Linked DNA regions of Sus scrofa: all the other regions are linked to region 1. The links are chromatin contacts, called in public promoter capture Hi-C maps. All regions are on one chromosome and are shown on one strand. Each heading gives the region's core, a stretch centred on a gene start, on an enhancer-like site or on the middle of the called end of the contact. The rest is flanking DNA. Distances are from core to core; before and after follow the strand shown. Region 1 holds the start of RPUSD1 (RNA pseudouridylate synthase domain-containing protein 1). Region 2 holds the start of MRPL28 (39S ribosomal protein L28, mitochondrial). Region 3 holds the start of LOC110259951 (tektin-4).

Evidence for each region. Promoter capture Hi-C pulls out the DNA fragments that hold promoters and counts their contacts.
Region 2: a promoter capture Hi-C map of liver shows a contact between it and region 1, with 5 times the contacts expected there. The contact joins the promoter of MRPL28 here to the promoter of RPUSD1 in region 1. A contact is called at or near these places in 2 of 5 promoter capture datasets (fetal liver and liver) and 1 of 47 Hi-C or Micro-C datasets (liver).
Region 3: a contact with region 1 is called in a promoter capture Hi-C map of fetal skeletal muscle, with 8 times the contacts expected there. The contact joins the promoter of LOC110259951 here to the promoter of RPUSD1 in region 1. A contact is called at or near these places in 2 of 5 promoter capture datasets (fetal skeletal muscle and liver).

Annotation. Positions count from the first base shown.
Region 1 is chr3:41,008,279-41,011,046 of Sscrofa11.1, forward strand. RPUSD1 (RNA pseudouridylate synthase domain-containing protein 1) reads left to right here and starts at 1,444. Exons shown (of 6, transcript XM_005662236.3): 1 at 1,444-1,660; 2 at 2,193-2,403; 3 at 2,477-2,600; 4 at 2,732-2,768. The coding sequence starts at 2,201. CHTF18 (chromosome transmission fidelity protein 18 homolog) reads right to left here and starts at 1,310. Exons shown (of 22, transcript XM_021086879.1): 1 at 1,161-1,310; 2 at 741-941; 3 at 519-669; 4 at 210-378. The coding sequence starts at 1,254.
Region 2 is chr3:41,329,016-41,331,783 of Sscrofa11.1, forward strand. MRPL28 (39S ribosomal protein L28, mitochondrial) reads left to right here and starts at 1,397. Exons shown (of 5, transcript XM_005655127.3): 1 at 1,397-2,107; 2 at 2,697-2,768. The coding sequence starts at 1,820. TMEM8A (transmembrane protein 8A) reads left to right here. Exons shown (of 12, transcript XR_002342470.1): 11 at 1-1,068; 12 at 1,340-1,415.
Region 3 is chr3:40,736,710-40,739,477 of Sscrofa11.1, forward strand. It overlaps LOC110259951 (tektin-4), which reads left to right and starts at 1,356. Exons shown (of 6, transcript XM_021086872.1): 1 at 1,356-2,054. The coding sequence starts at 1,521.

The sequences.
Region 1 (2,768 bases), core at 194-2,693:
GGCAGCAGAGGGAGGGGGAGAAAAAAGAGGAGCAGGAAAGAGAAGAGGAGAGAAGGAGGGAAGAGGAGAAGGGTGGGGAGAGAAGGGAGAAGGTGGCGCTCCCAAGCATCCCCTAGAGACCAGAGGCCAGGTGGTCCTCCTGAGGGGTCCTCGTGGTCAGATTCAGGATAGGCTGTGCAGGCCCCTGCTTGTGGCTGCACAGAACCCACCTGCACCCCAGTGCCCACTGGGTCATCCCTCAGCACCAGAAAAGCACGGTCGCCGCCCGTGGAGGTGACGTTGATGTAGTCCTCCAACACAGGGGGCCGCCTCAGGACAGGATTGCGGGCGGCTGGCGAGGCTCCGGTGCAGCCCTCCTCAGCCCCAGTGTCCGAGGGTCTGGGAAGGGACCAGGGCCATCTCGAGATCCACCCTCGGTTACCCAGCCCTCCCAAAGGCACAGAGCCCTTGGGATCTTTGTCCCAGGAACAGGATCCTTCCAAGGTCCCCCCAGGAAACCTGTGCCCTAGGCCACACACCCGCTGCCCCACAGCTCAGCGGGGACCTCAGGACTCGGTGGCAGAATGATGTCCCGAGTGGGGGAATCAGGAGGCAGCAGATCTTCCATTTCGTCGGGCCTGAAGTTCAGCCTCCTGGCGGCCTCCAGCCTGGACCGTTTGATCCTAGGGGCTGGGGAGAAACAGCGGTCCTTCCCCGGCCTCACATCCCACCCCTACAGCTTTGAACCCCTGCAAACGTACTAGGAGGCAGGGATATGGTCCCCTGGATGTCAGCCGTCAGCTGCCTCTTCTTGGCACCGCCACTACCGCCTTTTGGAGGTCTGCCTGGAGAACAGTGAGTGGCAGCGTCCCCTCCAGCAATGGCCTCCTCGAACGTCAGGCGGGGCCGGCCCATGGTGGGGGCAGGCCGGAGGCTCCTGGAAGGTGTCAGGGCGGCTGTTCCTGCGGAGAGAAGACTCACTGCAGCCGCTCAGGGCAGCCCGTCGGCACAAACAGCACAGCCACAGCTTCTGCGGTGCGCGGCGCTGCAGCGCCGAGCTCTCTCTAAAGGCGGTTCCTGCCTCCCGGCCTTGGCGCTTCCCCTCCCCTCCCAGCAGCCCTCCCGAACGCCCCGGGCAAGCCGGGATCCTCCCGAACTACCCGGGACGAGCTCGCACCCACCTTCCAGCTCCGCCAGCACCTCCAGCTCAGCTGCGAACTGGCTGTCGAAGTCATCATCCTCTACACCGTACAGCTCCCGCTCGTAGTCCTCCATGGCCCGCCAGCCACTGGCTCCGAACCTCCCGCGCCGCGCGCGCAGCCCACGCCCGGAACGTCCCGGCGCCGCCAATCAATGGCAGGCGTGCCCGGCGGCTCACGCCATTGGTCAGTGGGCGGGGGCGGGGTGGGGCGGGGGCGGGGCTGCTCGGGCAGGCTGGGCGGGCCAGAGTCTGTGCGCTGAGACTGGAGCGGTGGATCCTAGGCGCTCTCCATTGGTCAGCAGGGCCGCCAATCTATGCGTGGGCGGGGACGGGGGCGCGCAGGCCCAGCCCTGAGAGGTTTAGCTCTGCGGTCGCCACGGCAGTTCCGGTGCCCCTAGGCCACAAGGCGTGGAGACTCGAGGGCAGGAGCCAGGGCCGGTCGGAGGCATCGGGGTCCTGGACGGCGCAGCCGAGCTGCAGGTCGGTTCTGGAGTGGGCCGGGGCGCGAGGGGCTCACAGCCGAAGTCCGACAAGCACCCCTCGGCCTGTGCCCATCGGACGCGGGAGGCTGGGGTTCCACGGAGCGGAGGCAGAGCAGGGGGTGTCTACGTGGGCAATGGAGGCACTATTCTCTGCCCTGAACCCAGCCTCACTCGGAAAAAGGCCCCTGTCGCGCGGCCGGAGCCTCTCTGGGAAGGGCTCCAGGAGGCAGGGTGGAAAGCAAGATTGCTTCTCCCCAGGCCCAGGTCCTTGGGCAGGACGGCCCCAGGCGAGCCCAGAGCAACTGGCCAGGCACACCCCCCGCCCCCACCCCCCCCCCAAGCTGGTAGATACTCTGCTACTTGACTCAGGGGTGAGGGTGCAGGCGCCCAGTAGGTCTACGAGCTTGCCTGACAGATAGCTTCCACAGTTTCAGACCCAGGACCCCGGGGAGCCAGGGTGTCCATGCCAGGTGAGCAGAACTCTGACGTGGGCACCCAGGAACCCCACTCCACGCACTTCCGTGTTGCAGGCACCACCATGGAGCCAGGCAGCGTGGAGAACCTGTGCGTTGTATACAGGAGCCATGACTTCCTGGTGGTGAACAAGCACTGGGACGTGCGCATCGACAGCAAGGCTTGGAGGGAGACGCTGACCCTCCAGAAGCAGCTGCGGCACCGCTTCCCAGAGCTGGCTGACCCTGACACCTGCTACGGGTTCAGGTGTGCAGGAATGGGGCACAGGTACCCACAGCAGCCTCTGTGGGGAGGAAGCAACCCCCAGCCCAGCCACCGCTGACCCTCTGCCCTACGCCAGGTTCTGCCACCAGCTGGACTTCTCCACCAGTGGGGCGCTCTGTGTGGCCCTGAACAAGGCGGCCGCAGGCAGTGCCTACAGGTGCTTCAAGGACCGGCGGGTCACCAAGGCTTATCTGGCGCTGGTAAGGCTCAGCTGGCCGCTGGGGCAGAGGACTCCAACTCTCCGTCCGCTGTCACAGGCTCTGACTGTCAGCCGGGCTCCCCAGCAGTGGCGGGTGGCCCCTTTAGCAACATGTGACTTCCTGCCTGGCAGGTGCGGGGGCACATCCAGGAGAGCCGGGTGACCATCA
Region 2 (2,768 bases), core at 147-2,646, 320 kb after region 1:
CCTGGCAGCGCTGGGTCTTCTACCTCCTGCCTGGCATCGCCATGGCCTCTGTGGCCATTGCCATCTACACCGCCATGATGACCAGCGACAACTATTACTACACCCACAGCATCTGGCACATGCTGCTGGCTGGCAGCGCTGCGTTCCTGCTGCCACCAAGGGACCAACACACCGAGCCCTGGGCCTGCTCCCAGAAGCTCACCTGCCACTATGATATCTGCAGGAACCGCCAGGAAGAGCTGTACACAGTGACATGACGTGGCCCGCTTGGGGACACCTGCGGCTTTGATGATTTCTCCGGCCAGGGGCAGGACCAGGGGAGAGGTACCCTGTCCAGATGGATTTCCAGCCGAATAAAATTGCACTGCTGTGCTCTCACTTCCTCCTCCTCCGGAGGCAAGGCCACACCCCCAGCTCCCTTATGCCTACTGGCTGCCAGCTACCCGGTCCCTCTGCAGGGCCCAGCGGGTGTCTGCAGTGGCTCCTGAGGCCTGGCCCTGGCTGCCTGGAGACCACAGGTACCAAGTGGGGAAGCCCCTGTGGTCTGCTGGCCTGGAGATGGTTGGAGGGAAACGTAGAGTAAGATGGCTGTGTCGCCCTGTTCCTGTGTGAGGCTGTGCTCTGGCACTTAGGCTGGTAGCTGTGCCGCCGCGTGGCTCCTTGACCCCTTGTGCCCCAGCAGGATGCCCCCTGCTGATGCATTTGCCACGGGAAGGGGCGATCGTGCCAAGGGAGCTGATGGCACTGGGTGGCCTAAGGGCTAGCTGCCACGAGGGCATGGGGAAGGCTGGCTTCTGGCTGGCTGGCCACCCCTACCCCTTCACGTTGGCTCCAAAACTGGGAGGCCTTCGTGGAGAGGAGGCTCCAAGATGCTCTGGGAGTGCTGGGCTCCCAGGGCACACCTTGTCCCAACTCTACCCCACTGCCCTCTGGGTTCCTGGGCCCTTGTCTAGTGAGCATCTCCTTGAGAAGAGAAGGGGACGGCGGCCACCCTGACCTCGCTCAAACACGTGTCTGCAGAGGGGGCTCCTGGGGACCTGGCCTAACCTCTCTCGTGGTGAAAGCAGGGTAAGGGCTGCTGACCACCCCAGGAGGCCCTCCCTAAGGTAGGCTGCGGGGGGCCACTGTCAGTGTGAGGGTGCTGAGCCCAGGGTGGGTGGGGGCCCGCAGCCCTCTCACCTCTGGACCTGGCATCTTGCCTTCCGAGTCCCATCCAGGATATGGCCTCCCGGGAGGCTTCCCACACCCGCAGTTACCCAGCACTTGGCCACCGTAGCATTCTCCAGGCTTGTAATGGGGAAATATTTATATAAGGTATTTCGGGGGGGGATTTTTTCAGACATTGAAGACATTTTTCTGTAGCTCTGATTTCACTGTGATTGATGAATTTAATATTCTACACTGATGTTTCAAGGTAAAAAGAGTCTTTGCATTGCTTTCTGCGCTCGTTCTGGGAGGAGGGAAGGTGGCCAAGCCTCTGGAAACGGGCCCATTCTTGCCGGCCCCACACTTGCCGACGATCCCTGGGGCTGCCACCATCTCTGCAGGAAGTTTTCCACGGTCCCTAAGGACCAAAGAGGGGGCGGGACGAGCTGGGTAGACGGACTGGCTTGCAGCCAATCAGCGGCGGTTGGAGAGCAGGGTGCCGCGGCACGACTTCCGTTTCCGGCGAGGCCCTGGGCTCCGGAGGCTGGCGCGGCTGATCCTGGCTTGCAGTGGGAGTCACGCGGCTTTGCGCGCGGGGCCGGGGTGAGGGTGTTGTCCCACGTCCGGCCGCCGCGCGTGACCGCGGTCCCTGCCTCCCGCCAGCCTCGCCGCGATGCCCTTGCACAAGGTCCCTGTCGGCCTGTGGAAGCAGCTCCGGCTGTGGGAGGGCATCTATTCCCGCCTGCCCCGGCACTACCTGCGCTCCCTGGAGGAGGCGCGGACGCCCACTCCCGTGCACTACAGGCCTCACGGGGCCAAGTTCAAGATCAACCCCAAGAACTGGCAGCGGGAGCGCGTGGAGGACGTGCCCATTCCGGTTCACTACCCCCCGGAGTCCCAGCTGGGGCTGTGGGGCGGCGAGGGCTGGGTGCTGGGTCACAGATACGTCAACAACGACAAGGTGAGCGAGCAGGACGGGCTGGCGCGGTACCTCCCGGGCCTTGCCGCCCGGCTCCGGCTGGGGTCTGGAGGTACCTGGAGAGGAAGGGGACTCTGCTCGGGAGGAGGGCTTACGGCCCGGCGGACACAGCTCCTTTCAGGATGGGGAGGAGGCCTGAGTCTTGAGAGGGGGTGGGGGGCGAGGCCTAAGGAGACCTGTCGGCTTCACCCTCACCCCCACCTATCCTGACACCGGCAAGGCTGGCACTGCCCTGCCCCCTTTAGAATGGTCGAGAGACTAACCCGGGGGGCAGATCACCCCAGTCCGCCCCTGATGCCCCCAGTGCCTTGCTGCCTCTGATGGGGAACCTGGAGGAGCTGCCGAGCCCTCGGGGTGGGGATTTGTGTCTTTGATGTCTCCTTGGCCTTTGGGCCCTTAGGCTCTGGTTTGGACCGTGAAACCCCGTGGACCCTGCAGTTACGGTTGTGTGTGACCCTGCCACCTCGGCAGGGTCGGGGGAGAAGCGGACCTCTGGGCAGCCAGGCCCCCGAGTGGAGGCTGACAGGTGCAGCTCCCCGGCCCGATGTCACCAAGCCTCTTGCTCCCTCAGCTCTCCAAGAGAGTGAGGAAGGTGTGGAAGCCGCAGCTGTTCCAGCGCGAGCTCTACAGTGAGATCCTGGAC
Region 3 (2,768 bases), core at 106-2,605, 270 kb before region 1:
AGCAGCTCCACGCAGTGGCCGGTAACACCACTCCCCAAATAGGGACACTGAGGCCCCAGGGGCCTCCCGTCCAGCCTCATGGTAAAATTCAGGGCCAGATCCAACCCGGGAGTCCCGGGAGCCTTCAGCCCACGAGCACCACTCCCCTCTGGACAAAAGGCAGGAGGCCGAGGGGTCTGCCACTGGCCGGGGCCAGGGCCGGTTTGGCCAGAGCGCCCACCCCGAAGACCGTGGCCTGTCTCAGGCGAGTCAGACTTCCACTCTCACGCAAGAGCGCCACCTGCTGGCCCACCCGCCATGCCCCAGGGTCACGCCCTGCCAGGGAGTGCAGTCCTGGTCCCACGTGTTCTGGCTGCTTCCCCGGGTCAGACCCCAGGCAGCTCCGCCCTGCTGTGGCCACAGGGAAAGGACGGTGTGTGAGGGGCAGGTTCTAATAAAAGCTAGGCGGTGGCCCCTCCTGTGCCCCCACCCCGGCAGGCTCTGTGTGTCCCCTGCCACCTGGAAACCGAGCACAGAGAGGCTCAAGGTCGTTCAGGCTGTCAGCCCCAAGGACAGGCTCTGGGTTAGGGAGGTCTCGGGCTGCTGTCCCCAAAACTTACATTTATAAAGCACCTACTGTGTGCCGGCTGGTATGGATGCCGTCAGCCAAGTGAGGGGTGCTGGCTGAGGGTGACGCCTGTGGGAGGAGGGCAGGGGGCCCAGGCCCAGGCCGAGCCCAGGCTGGTGGGTCTGAGGCGGTCCAGGGGCTCCTGCAGCACAAGTAGGGGACAGAGCCATGGTGGGAGAGGCCCAGGGGCAGGGGCCATGGACTCTGCTGGGGGCACTATGTGGATGTCCCGCTGTGAAGACTGGGGGTGTCCCACAGGAGGAGCCAGGGCGGGGGGCGGGGGAGGTCATCTGGGCCAGATGGTAGGCTGGGCTGTGGCAAGAGAACCACTGGCACCCTGGCGCCTATGTGCGGCACAGCATTTTGTGGCCAATGGTGCCCTCTGCTGGTCATGTTGGGCACTGCCCAGGGGCTCAGGCTCCCGGCCCAGGCCCAGGGTACTTGGAGATGTGTCTCACCACCCCAACTCCCAGGCCCTGGGTGGCCTTGGAGACACTGTCTCCAGGACAAGACCTGCCTCCTACATGTGGGGAAGATTTGGGCATCTGATTCCAGGCACATCCACTGGAAGGTGAATCCAACTCCCCATCAGAGACTCCTGCGTGCCCAGGGGGCAAGCCCCACTGGGACAGCTAAGACGCAGGAGACAGGGCTGGCCTCCAAGTATGCCAGGCATGTGACAGATGTGGCCAGGACAGGTAGGGCTGGGGCCTGCCTGGTCCTTTAAGAGGGCCTTGCGGTGGGGGGGGGTTGCTGTCCCCATCACCTAGCAACAGGAGAGCTTGATGTGTACCTGTCTCCAGGAGACCGGGAGCCACGTCCTGCTTGGGGACAGAGTGGCCGGAGCTGCCCTGCTGACTGTGCTAAGCAGCCTTCCTCTCTCTCCCCCTCCTACCTGTGCCTGGGCGGCACCATGGCACAGACGGACATACTCACGACCAAGCAGCCCGCCCCGCAGACAGTGCTGGCGTGCCAGCTACCCCGCAAGCTGTACGATGTGGCCCAAAACACGGGCGCCCACACATCCTCTGGCCTGGCCACTGCTGGCTTCCGCACAGCTAAGTACCTGGCAGACGAGTGGTTCCAGAACTGCTACGCCCGCTACCATCAGGCCTTCGCCGACCGTGACCAGTCAGAGCAGCAGCGCCACGAGAGCCAGCAGCTGGTGGCTGAGACGGAGGCGCTGGCACAGCGCACACAGAAGGACTCCATGAAGAAGGTGGGTGAGCACCTGCAGGACACACACTGCTGGAAGTCAGAGCTACAGCGCCACGTGGAAGAGCTGGTCGCAGAGACCGACCTGCTGCTGGCCCAGAAGCAGCGGCTGGAGCGTGCCCTGGACGCCACAGCCCTGCCCTTCTCCATCGCCACAGACAACCTGCAGTGCCAGGAGCGCCGCCAGCACCCCGACCTCGTGCGCGACTGGGTGGAGATGGAGCTGCTGAAGGTTCGGTCCCTCTGGGTCCCGGGGACGGCCAGCCCAGCCGCCCCACCTCTCGCCAGGGAGTGTGGGAAGGCGTGTGCCCCACAACACAGCTGGCAGAGGCCTTGGTGCCCATGTACCACGTGGCTGCACACAGCACAGGGAGCCTGAGCCCTCAGCACACACGCAGGCAGAGGGCAGAAGCTGGCTCTGCGTGTAGGTCTGGGACAGCCGGGCAGGGGGCAGGGGCAGGGGCAGGGCTCATGCTGTCCAGAAGGGAGGTGCCCTCCCTGGCCCCAGAAACCGGGCCTGTCCTTCTCACAGCCCGGCCTTACAGTGGGTGCTGGGCAAAACCAGGCTCCCTCCAAGGCGGGCCCAGCCAGGCTAGTGGCACTGTGGCCTGGGCTGGGGCTGGACTGGGCCTGGAGTGGGCCTGGGCTGGGGCTAGACCTTGGCCTATGTCCCCTCACCTTGGTCGGGGGTCCAGGGCTCCTGCTGTGCCCCTGCCCCCACTACGGCTCACACTGGGGGCGGAGGCAGGGCCCAGGCCGTGGCAGCATCCACACCTGGATGCATGTTGGAACGTTTGCCCAAGGATGGGACAGTTGGGGGCCACTGGGGCAGGGCAGGGCCTGGCCAGTTCCATGATGCCCCGATGGTCCTTCACACATGCCCCAAACCACAAAGGGCCTGAGCTGAGCCCCAGGAGCGGCTGCCTGGCTTGGGACGTGTGTGGGG